Linked DNA regions of Oryctolagus cuniculus: regions 1, 3 and 4 are each linked to region 2. Evidence: chromatin contacts called from public Hi-C and Micro-C data. All regions are on one chromosome and are shown on one strand. The core of a region is the stretch at or near the end of the contact, and the rest is flanking DNA. Distances in the headings are between cores, read along the strand shown. Region 1 has its middle 210 kb from the start of TSC22D2. Region 2 holds the start of TSC22D2 (TSC22 domain family member 2). Region 3 has its middle 140 kb from the start of TSC22D2. Region 4 holds the start of SELENOT (selenoprotein T).

Region 1 (2,795 bases), core at 206-2,705, 210 kb after region 2:
GAACTGGTGTCTGCCATGCAGCATATGTACAACTCCTGGACTTGAGGCGCTGAGAGGAACCCTCCTGCAGACTCCCTGCACTTAACCAGCCAGTGTCTTGTCAGCATGGAGCTTCTCTATGCTTAGTACCAGCAACTCAGCACTAAGTAGAGCAGCTCAGAGCCTGCAAAATGATAACCCAATGAGGGGACCTAAGCAAGAACTGCCTGCCACACTGGCATTCTAACCTGGACATTTTTTTTTATATTCCAACTTCCTCTAGCTATTATATTTAATGTTGTTTGTTTATTTTCATCTACTTGAAAGGCAGAGTGAGAGAGAGAAAGATACAAACACACACAAACACATACGCACACACACAGAGCTTTCATCTGCTGGCTCTCTCTCCAAATGCCAGCAACAGCCTGGGCTGGTCTGGAATTGCATCTGAGTCTCCCACTGGGGTTGCAGAGGCCCAAGCACTTGAGCCATCATGTGCTGCCTCCCAGGATGCATTGAGAGGAAGCTGAATCCGAAGCAGGGAACCTGGGGCTGGAACCTGTGCACTCTGACATGGGTTATGGACATGGCAAGCAGCCGCTCAGCCTGCTGGGCCACAGTGCCCACCTCTTGAGCTGGAGACTCTTGAATTCTTTCTCCCCCTCCCCCGACCTCGACCATGACTCAGGCTAGCTACCAGAATTTTTCCCCTAGAATACACTGGCTTCCCTCTTGTACTCTTGTTTCTCTCAACTCTACTGTCTATGAAACAGCCAAAGCAAGCAGGACAAAATTAATAATCAAGTGACTGCTGGCTCTCAGGCTGCAGGTCCCAATTTGTAGCACACACACAAGGTTGTCTGTGACTTGACTTGCTTAGCTTTCCAGCTTGGTTCTCCCATCTCTAGATGCACCATCACTGACGTTCCCTTCCCCAGATCTGAGCCCACTCTTTTGCCTGCTTATCTTTCAAGGGAGTTCTTTTCTGCCTCAAGTGTTTCCCTCATGGGGCCCGTGTTTGTGGTGCAGTGGGTTAAGTTGTAGCCTATGACAGCGGCATTCCATATTGGAGCAATAGTTGGAGTTCCAGCTGTTCGCCTTCTGACCCAGCTCCCTGCCAATGGGAAAGAAGCAGAAAATGGCCCAAGTCCTTGGACCCCTGCCATTCATGTGGGGTGACCCAGATGGAGTTCTGGGCTCCTGACTTCAGCCTGGCCCAGCTTTTGGTCATTGTGGCCTTTTGGGGGAGTGAATCAGTGGATATAAGATCTCTCTGACACTCTGACTTTCAAATAAATAAAAAGAAATCTTTAAAAACCTTCTCTCCTCATCCCTCCCCCATTGCTTTATTGTGCTCTTTCCCTAGGAAATATCCCCTGGGTTAACAATTACGTACTCTGTATGGTTCTCCTTATTAAATTAGGATTACCCTTTACCTTCAACTTGTCTGTTAGAATGACTGGCACATGGTTAGTGGACAAATAAATGTATGAGACTGAAGGAAACAAAGGAATGCTTTTTATTCCTATAGACAGAGCCCAGGGCTGTGGTATGATGAAGAGAGGTCAGAGAATTGGACTAAGAGCTGGGTAAAATGTAGGGTCGAGGTCTCAACCACTGGTTTGACAAGACCACTAGGAACCACAAATGACTCAGGGAACTTAATCATTTAGTTTAAGGCAATCCCCTAAACCCATCCATCTTCTTTCCTGTGTATTTTAATTGGAAGCAAATAACAGCCTTTCCGGACTGGTCAATGCTTAAATGTAAGACAACTTGCCTATTTCATAACATCTCAAAACAAAAACAAAACCAGTGCAGCCAGGATCCCTGCTGAGCTGTGGCTGGAAGCTTGTAGTTGGGAGTCCATTAATTGAAATTGTCTGGGCTGGCAGAAGACAAAGTGCAAGTGGGTAAGCAGATTCCTTAAATTCTGCTAAACCGAGAGAAAGGACCAGAAGATGAGACATGTCATGGAAGAGTTGTTTTATTTTTAGGAGACCCTGATGTAAGCAAGCAGAACGCTGGACAGCCATGTCCTGTGATAGAAAGCCCCGGAACTGAGGACAGGATTCTGGGTAGGTCCCTTGGCTTCTTGGGGTCCCAGTTTCTTCATCTGCAAACAAGGAATAAGGAGAATGGAGTCTGCCTGCTGGAGGTGCCACTGGGGAGAGCGGCTTAGAAACAGCTGTGTGAGCGTCCAGGCCCTTGCTGATGCTGAGACGGGACTGGGCTCCTCCACCCCCACCAGGTCCTGCAGAGGAAACAAAGCATCAGATCTGGGAGAAGTGTTCCCGAGCAGAAGTCACCAGGTCAGACTTTATGACACTGACACACAGGAAGGAAGCACAGCAATCCCATTTTCCGTGATCAAACAAATGACTGAGTAGATTCCCGCTCATCAATGGTGTTATGATGTTTCTTGGCATCCCAGGCAGCTTCATACAACGTCATGTTGTGTTTCGTGTTCCTTGTTCATCAATATAAATCAGTCATTTAGCAAAATAATTCCAGGAGCTAAGGGCTCCGCTTTCTGCTCAGCACAGCGTGAGGATGTGGAAGGGATGTTCAAGATGTTTTCTCGTCTGGATCTCACGGCAAGGAGGCCATCGGCACCAGTTAGGCTGCACGCTGCATAATTACAGCTACACCCCCTTAGCACAGCAGACATCAGCAATCAATCACTGCATCTTTCCCCTCTGTATGCCTGGAGAAACCTCAGGACCTTTCTCAACACGTTGGTAACTGGAGCAAATTGGCGAAATCCATTTGTCATACCAGGTCTAGGCAGTCATCAGAGATTGTCCCTGAGACAT
Region 2 (2,807 bases), core at 125-2,624:
GGAGGAGGTTTGGGGAGACGGTCCCGGGAGTCTCGGCATCCCCAACATTGTTGAGGGTCTCTTCGGAGGAGCTGCGCTCGCAGACCTCCTCAGGCCCGTAATCTGTGGCCCGGGAAACGTCGAATATCTCGGAGGAGACGTCCTCTGTGCGCGACTCGTCCGGGTCGTCCAGGCTCTCGGTGTCCTCGGTGATGCTACTGGCCACCTGGGCCGTGGTGACACTGGTGATCTGGAAGCAGCTCTTCTTCTTGGCCGGCATCTTGGACATGGTGAGGAAGGCTGGAGGACACACGGGCACGCCGGCTCCTCGGGGATCCTGCCGGAAACGGCGAAGGGCAGCGCACAAGGGGGCCCCCAAAGACAAAGTCCGAGTCCGCGCTGGGGTGGGCGGCCCGCAGCTGAGGAGTCACGGGCTGATGCGGGCGCCGGACGCTCGCTCAGACATCCTCCTGCCCGCTGCCTTGTCGGGGTCGATCTCCGCGGCTCGGCCCCCCGGTCGCACTCGTGCGGCGGCGCCTCAATTCAACCCCCTCCGCCGCAGCAAGAGAGGGATCCCAGGGGCGCGCTGGCGGCTTCCTCCCTCGTCTCCGGGCCGCCGTGGGCAGTCCAGCTCGGCGCTCGGCACGGTCAGCAGGCCTGGGCTGGGGGTGGGAGTGGGAGGGCGAAGGGGAGGAGGAGGAGGAGGAGGAGGAGGAGGAGGAGGAGAAGGAGGAGGTGGTGGTGGTGGAGGAGCAGGAGGCGGCGGCGGCGGCGGCGGCGGCGTGAGGGGCGGCGCTGCCCCGCTCGGGCTCCTCAGGACGCGGCCGGCAGCAGCTCGGAGGGAAGAACGGGAGGAGTGGCGAGGCCGGAGGTTCCCGATTCAGCTGGGAGCCCGCGGGCCAGGGCTGGCTGAAGGTCTCCGGGCGGGCGGCCCTCCCTCCCCGGCTCTAGCCGGAGCTCAGCCCCAGGGACATGGTGACTGTCTTCAGGCGGAAACCCGCTCCGGGGGAAGGGAAGGCCGGCTCGGGCCTCCCCTCCCAGGGGGAGCCACCCCCGCGGGCGGCGGCGGCGGCGGCGGTCTCGGCCTCCCCTCGCGGCTCTCCGGAGAGTGAGGGGCGGCGGCGGCGGCAGACGGCTGGCCGGCGAGCGGAGGCGCTCCGACGATGGGAGGTAGCGGTGGTGGCCTCTTCGGCTCCTCCTCGGTGCTCCGGTTCGTAAATCCTGGAGAAACTGAAATTCAAACTGCTGAAGCGGCGGCTGCAGCGCCCTCCCCTCGGCCAAGATGGGGCTGAAATGGCCGCGCCAGGGATGCTGGGAGGAGCAGCAGCCCCGCTGCCGCCGCCGCTGCCGACTAAAATGCCGCCGCTGCCGCAGCTACCGCCAGCGCCGCAGCCGGCGCCGCTCCGTGACGCACCGGCGTCGTGACGTCACCGCCCCGCCCCCTCCGGTTTCCTGCAGTTTCGCGTGGAGGCTGGGGGTGGATGGGCGGAGCTAAAGGTTAAAAAAAAAGGGGAGCGGTTTCTTTCTTTAAAATATTTTTAATTTAAAATTTTCGCTGGCTCTTTAAGCGATGAAGAGCTAAAAACAGTTTTTAATTCTAAGCCGAGAGAAGCTTGCGACTTCGCTAATCTGATGTTAGTACATCGGTTTGTTCTGAGACACTGGAAGGCTGGAGGTCATGTGCTGTGTCTAATGTTTAGCAAAATCTTGGTGAAATGAGGGCGATAGCCGTGGGGACCTTGGAGGGGAGAATTAAATGGGATAAAGAGGGATACCGCGGGAGGAACCAAATCACTTAAAAAGTCTTGAAAATAAAGGTTGAGTCCTACAGTAAGAGAAGTGAAATGTTGAGAGGAATCAGGATGATTAACGAAGTAAAGCAAGCCAGATTGAGTCAGAAAAATGATCCTGCAGCCAGAAATTCTGTCTCCAACAATGGCATCAGGGGAGGGTTACTTGCCCAGGGTGAAGTCAGTTTAAAAAAAGATTAGGGGTTGCTAACATATTCCTGATTTTCCTGAATTTGCTGTGATTCCAGGCTGGCAGAGTTCATTTCAACTCTGGAGACTGTTTTCACTTTCAGCACGAAATCAGCCTAGTGACTCCACAAATGTGGAACCTACTGTATTACATAGATCTAGTTCTTTCTTTTGTTTATTCTAAAGCTGCTAGTTGGAGCCAGGGTGTTCATGGTTTTGGTTGGACCATGAACAACCGTAACAGGTCAGAAAGCACCCTTTCCTGAACTGGTGCAAAGAATAGCTGTGAAAGTGCTGGTGACTTTATCATTTTGTGGTTACTTCCCAGCAAAGGCAAATGGTAATACCATTCATTTTTCTTTAAAAAAATATTTATTTATTTGAAAAAGAAAGTTACAGAGAGAGGTAGAGGCAGAGATCTTTCATCCACTGGCTCACTTTCCAAATGCCTTCAATGGCCCAGCTGAGCCTATCCAAAGTGAGGAGCCAGGAGCTTCTTCCAGGTCTCCCACGTGGTGCAAGGGTCCAAGTCCTTGGGCCACCTCTGTTGCTTTCCAAGGCACATTAGCAGGGAGCTGGATTGGAAGTGGAGCAGCCAGGACTCAAACCGGTGCCCTTATGGGATGTTGGCGCTGCAGGCCGGGGCTTTAACCTGCTGTGCCACAGCATTGGCCCTGAAGGGCATAATTTCAAACAATTAAAAAAAGTAGGAGTAGTGGCTCTCGAACTCTGATGTACTAAAGCAAGTTATCATTTAGGTAGAATCTAAGAAGTCTTACTGGAAATCAAGATTTCCTATCTGTTGCAGCTTTAGTAATCACATCTTGATGACTTCCATAAATCAGTATG
Region 3 (2,841 bases), core at 271-2,770, 140 kb after region 2:
AAAAGAGAGAGAGACAGCAAAGGTAGCAAGGGACTACTAGAGTGAGAATCAGAAACTCTATTTTTAGTAGCTACACTTAGAAGCCAGGTCATGGTCATGCCACTTTCTGGACATCAATTTCTTCATCTCTACAAGTAGGTAGATCAATCTAAAAATGCACAACTTTCAGTCTAATCGAGAAGTGCTGGGTGACCCGCCCGCACTTAAGAGCAGCCTCCCGTGGTCCCCAGGCAGCTCACCTGCCACAGGAAAGCAGTGCTGGTAGGTTTGGGTGGAGGAACATTTGCTGAAGAAGAAAGCTTTCTTCTAATAAAAAAAAAAACTCAAAGGAATTGTCCACGGGATATTTGGGCACAAAAAAAGGGTTCTAGGAGTTTGATCTTATTTTAAAGATACAGGTATAAAATACACCTCGCAGATACATTTCTAACTTCTCCCAGTGAATTTCTGGTGTAGTCTGTGTGACAAAACCCCTGATTGTGTGTTGTGATGAGATAATCAGGGGTCTTCTAGCACGGACTAGCAGTTTTCTGAAATTCAGTGGGTTTCATCTTGTACTGCCTAAGACATGTCCCTTAGAAGTGTAGATTCTTTTCCAGGAGTACATTATAAAATAGACAAATCTTATAAATACTGTAGGATTTTCATTCATTGGTTTTTTTTAACTTTCAAATGAGCTTTAATTTGTTTCCTTAAGTGCAGATTTTCATTCATTGTTGACACCGATACTAACATAGAGTGGGGAAACTCATGGCTCAGTAAATTGCTTTGTATGTGGGGTCTAATTATTTATACAAAATTTTTGCTTATTTCTACGATTGTTTCATGTCTGCTATACTCATTCTCAGCTATCTGGAGAAAAATCCCCTGATGTGATAAGGCACAATAGTAGTTTCAGCTCGCACATTTAAATGTAATTAAAGTTACATTTTAAATATTTGTATCAAATGTAAGACAGTCCACGTGCATAGCTTTCTTCAAAGAGCTTTGTCGTTTTTCAACAAGTTTGTCAGTCAGTCTTAGATTCATATGTGAGTGCAAGCTGGTTGGTTCTCTCTATGTGTTTCACATGGGTTTTGAGACATTATAAGGAAAAAAAAAAAAAAGCTTCATTCCATTGAGCCCATCTTCCCAAAGGACCTGGGTAAGGCTTTCCCAAGGCCACGGTCTTCTGTGCCAGATGGGGCTGGGCGCCGAGAACGCTGACACATCTGTAACCAAACCAGGGAGCCACAGTGGGAGCTGAGAGCCATTTCTCTGGAATGAGGGCCTCTCATTCCTTTGTTCTCGATATTTCCTGGCAACGTGTCCACAAACACATGCTATTAACAGATGGTGGAAGGCATGATTGGGATTTTTATCATAACATTTCCCCATGTTTCTTTCATACACCAAAGAAGCAGAGATGTATGGGCTAGCTGGCATTAGCACAGCAGGATTAAAAACATCTCCTCCAGGCTCCGAAGGCAGGCGTCCTCACTGCAGACACAGCCATTCGGCTAGCTGTGGCTTCCGGGCAGAACTACAGAACCCATTTTGGTGCACACATTGATTTCAGATTCCTTTAGGGATCAGTTGTTGATAGGAGAGAGACTGGCTTCCTCGGAGCTGAGTTTATTTGGTAAGTAGAGGCATATATTTCTGCCCCAGAACTGAGGCCTGCAGGATTAGCAGAAAGCCCTGAAGTCTTATAGACAACTGTGCCTCGGTATCCGCACAGTTGAAGAGGTATCCTTTGCTTAACCCCATAGGTATGTGCTGAGTAAGTCAAAAGGAAAAGAGGAGCAAGTGTGAAAAAGAACTTATCCAAAGAAGCCGGGAATTAATTTTGACCTTTGTTGTTGTTCATGCACAAACCTGTGAGTGTCCGCTCAGTTCAAGATCAAGATCGGCCACGTCTGTTTCCTACAATCATACAGACTGTATTCTCTTAGAGAAAATGGATTCCTTGGTGATTTATAGGTCTCTAAAGGACTGTTGGCTATAACATTCATTCAGACTCTTGTGCATTTTTGTAGCTGGTGTCATGTGAAGAATTTGAGGGTTTGTTAAAAGTATCTGCTGGTTGGGAATATTCCACATTGCATCCAAGATGATGAAAATTGCAAGATGATCCTTTTGGCAAATGGCTGAGTGTTGCAATCAGTAAGATTTATATTTGGTGGTCAGTAGCAAAGCTGAAGTGTCTCAGAAAGCTGGATGGTGATGGTTAGGAGCTGGGGAATCAGCTTCTTGTTTCAAATGTGACTCTTTCTCCTACCAGCTAAGTGACTTTAATCAATACACTCAATTTCTTTAAACTTTAAAATCCTTATTTATAAGTGGCTATGAAAATACTGTCAACTTTATATGGTTGCTGTGCATTTTAGATGAAATAATGTATAAAAACACAATGGTATGTGCTCAATAAACATTAGCCATTATTATTTGTACAAGGAGGTAAACAATGCTCTGGTCTCATGACAAAGTAAAAATGTAGAGTAATCCTTTGTTCAAAAGAAGGGGGGAAAACATTGTTAATGGTACTAAAATATAATACTTTCATACAGTCTCAGTTTGTTGTAGTGTTAAGGTTTTTAATTAATAGAGATTATTTGGGGCCTGTGCTGGGGAGCAGCAGGTTAAAGCCATAGCCTGCAATGCTGGCATCCCATATGGGAACTGGTTGGCGTCCTGGCTGCTCCACTCTGCTCTAGCTCTTTGCTAATGGCCTGGGAAAGCTGTGGAAGATGCCCCAACTTCCTGAGCCCCTGCATCCATGTGAGAGACCAGGAAGAAGCTCCTGGCTCCTGGCTTCAGATGGACCCAGCTCTCGCCATTGCAGCCATCTGGGGAGTGAAC
Region 4 (2,700 bases), core at 74-2,573, 190 kb before region 2:
CGAAAATGAATCTTGATGTGAATGGAAGGGGAGAGGGAGTGGGAGAGGGGAGGGTTGCGGGTGGGAGGGACGTTATTGGGGGGAAGCCATTGTAATCCATAAGCTGTACTTTGGAAATTTATATTCATTAAAAAAAAAGAAAACTACAACTATAACATACAAAAAAAAGCTGATTTTAAATAAATTACAGCTAACAGCAACACTGGAGTATAAGTACCAGGATTCTCAAGGTTTACTAATCTGACCATCCATCCTGAGAAAATGTCATCTTTTAGGGTGTAAGATTCTCCCGTCTGCGATTTTACAATTTTCGTTTTCTGTTGTTTTTCTAACCTTAGCTGTTCAAACCTTCCTCGGGCCCACTTACCTTTTAAAAAGCACTCCTGCCTTGCTTCTAACACTTAACTACTAGCCGAGCACAAAAATCACAGCGTTGAAAACTGCCGGGTTCTTTCCCTATGTGAGTGCCCATGACATCGGAAAGGCAGGAAGAGGTGCCAGCGCAAGGCATCTCCTGCGGAGCGGGAGTAGGGAGCCCCGGAGAGAACCCCGGCTGTTCCGTGAGCGAACCGTCCAAGCCGAGAGGAGCCAGGCGCTGCTTTTCTCACGCTGAACTGGGAGCCAGCCTCCCCACACTGCCTCTCCACGCCCCCACTCAGCAGTCAGCCGCGCAGCTCCAGGAGCCCGGGCGCCGGCCACTCCATGGGCTCCCGTGCCCCTCACCTGCCGGGCGGCCGGGCTGCGACAGCGGCAGGAGACGCGACCTGAGTGACAACCGCCTGCAGCTGCTCCGCCAACGCAGCGCCCGCTCACGCCCCAGCCGCAGGCAGCCGGGGCAGCATGGCGCGATGCGCCGACAGCTCCTCCGGACTGACAAGCGTCCCCCCGGCCTCGCCTTTCAGCGTTTAACCTTCTCCTGCCCTCCTGCCCCACTCCCCCAATCCTAGGAGGCAGACAACGAGTCGGCAGCTGTACCTGGAGGAAAAGAGGGGCGTCTGATCGACCCGCGGGGGAGACGGCAGGCTAAGGAAGGGCCCTGGCGCCGTTCTTCCGAGCTAAGGAAGGTGCAGCCACCTAGGCCGCGAAGCCGGGGCCTCGCGTACGGAGCTGCGCGGAAGACAGGCGGGGCGGGGAGGCCGGGGCTCGGCGCGTATACTCACCAAATCTGGAACTTCAGCAGCGGCCCCGTAGCGTACTGCATCTTTAATCTCTTGCTGGGCACGCCGCCCAGGTTGGCCGAGGCCTCGCTCCGGGCCACCGCCGACGCCGCCACCAGGAGAAGCAGCAGAAGCCTCATCTTAATTGAGCCAGCCGCTCCGGCCGCCCTCAGACAGACTGCAGCCAGCTCAAAGCCCAGCCGCGCGCCGCTCCTCACTGCGCAGGCGCGATCCGCCAAGGTCGGCCAGGGAAGCGCACACGCGCCTGCGCGGCCTGCCGCCTGCGCACACTCGGGAAAGCGGAGCTGACCTAGTTCGCTGTCCGAAGCCGCCACCATCTTGGGTGTATGCAGAGACTCTGGAAGGGAAGAGGAGAGGGTGGTGGGGAGGAGGCAAACGAGCTTAGTGGGATGTCAGAAGGACCCTTAACTTACTGCCCCGGAATATTTGGGTTTTAGATCCAATTTTATTAATTCAGACATTTATCTGCCTGATATACTTAGGAACACCTCCTTGACTGTCCGGATCCATGTGGCGGAGGTAGAAACAGCAATCTCTGGCCCTTTGAACGAAGTGGTCGACTTTTTAGGGAGTGCCCTTTCTTTAATCCTACAAGATTCCTCCCTGCTTTAAAAAACGTTAAAAATAAATTATTGGGGTGGCGCCGTGGCTCACTAGGCTAATCCTCCGCCTAGCGGCGCCGGCACACCGGGTTCTAGTCCCGGTCGGGGCACCGGATTCTGTCCCGGTTGCCCCTCTTCCAGGCCAGCTCTCTGCTGTGGCCCGGGAGTGCAGTGGAGGATGGCCCAAGTACTTGGGCCCTGCACTCCATGGGAGACCAGGATAAGTACCTGGCTCCTGGCTTCGGATCAGCGCGGTGCGCCGGCTGCAGCGCGCCGGCCGCGGCGGCCATTGGAGGGTGAACCAACGGCAAAAAGGAAGACCTTTCTCTCTGTCTCTCTCTCTCTCACTATCCACTCTGCCTGTCAAAAAAAAAAAAAATTGGGTTTCTCGTTTGGCAGAGTGGTCGTAACCGCTTTGGACATCCGGATCCCACGTCAGAGTGCCTGGTCCACTTCTGGTCCAGCTCCCTGCTGATATGGAGACTGCTGATGAAGGCTCAGTGCTTGGGTTCCTGCCACCCATGTGGGAGACCCTGGTTGATCCTGGGCTGCTGCAGGCATTTGGGAAGTAAACTAGCTGATGGGACAATGTCTCCACTTTTCAAATAAGTAAAATTTAAATAACTTTTAGGAGAGTCTGAAAAGTTTCAAACATCGACAAGAATAGGATTCCCTTTGGCAGTTAGCATTTTGACCATCTTGATTCATCAACACCTCTTAACCACTTCCCTCTCCAGGTGAGCTAGGCAGGCATACAGGTTAAATCCATTAGGTTTGTGGTCTGGAAGACCACGCCTCCACCACGCCCCTGTGTGATGACCTCATGCCCCTACCTGGCCACACCTGAACACCCACTGGCCAATCAGGTTAATTAACCACTCCCCTTTGAAAGTGGGCTAAGGGGCCGGTGCTGTGGCATA

Evidence for each region. Hi-C and Micro-C count contacts between places; a contact is called where the count stands out from the background.
Region 1: a Hi-C map of embryonic fibroblasts shows a contact between it and region 2, with 2.1 times the contacts expected there. The contact joins the enhancer-like site here to the promoter of TSC22D2 in region 2. A contact is called at or near these places in 2 of 6 Hi-C or Micro-C datasets (ear pinna and embryonic fibroblasts).
Region 3: a contact with region 2 is called in a Hi-C map of skin fibroblasts, with 3 times the contacts expected there. The contact joins the enhancer-like site here to the promoter of TSC22D2 in region 2. A contact is called at or near these places in 3 of 6 Hi-C or Micro-C datasets (ear pinna, skin fibroblasts and an unstated tissue).
Region 4: a contact with region 2 is called in a Micro-C map of ear pinna, with 12 times the contacts expected there. The contact joins the promoter of SELENOT here to the promoter of TSC22D2 in region 2. A contact is called at or near these places in 2 of 6 Hi-C or Micro-C datasets (ear pinna and an unstated tissue).

Annotation. Positions count from the first base shown.
Region 1 is chr4:131,179,071-131,181,865 of mOryCun1.1, forward strand. No RefSeq gene overlaps it. Among named protein-coding and RNA genes, the nearest start is that of TSC22D2, 210 kb to the left of the region's middle. Within about 2 kb of position 1,456, at least 1 of the 8 cell types and tissues checked has an H3K27ac peak or open chromatin away from gene starts, as enhancers often do. A contact at or near this core is called in ear pinna, where this site is marked.
Region 2 is chr4:130,969,943-130,972,749 of mOryCun1.1, forward strand. It overlaps TSC22D2 (TSC22 domain family member 2), which reads right to left and starts at 1,375. Exons shown (of 5, transcript XR_011388135.1): 1 at 1-1,375.
Region 3 is chr4:131,113,716-131,116,556 of mOryCun1.1, forward strand. No RefSeq gene overlaps it. Among named protein-coding and RNA genes, the nearest start is that of TSC22D2, 140 kb to the left of the region's middle. Within about 2 kb of position 1,521, at least 1 of the 8 cell types and tissues checked has an H3K27ac peak or open chromatin away from gene starts, as enhancers often do. A contact at or near this core is called in ear pinna, where this site is marked.
Region 4 is chr4:130,775,209-130,777,908 of mOryCun1.1, forward strand. SELENOT (selenoprotein T) reads right to left here and starts at 1,324. Exons shown (of 6, transcript NM_001199819.1): 1 at 1,161-1,324. The coding sequence starts at 1,297.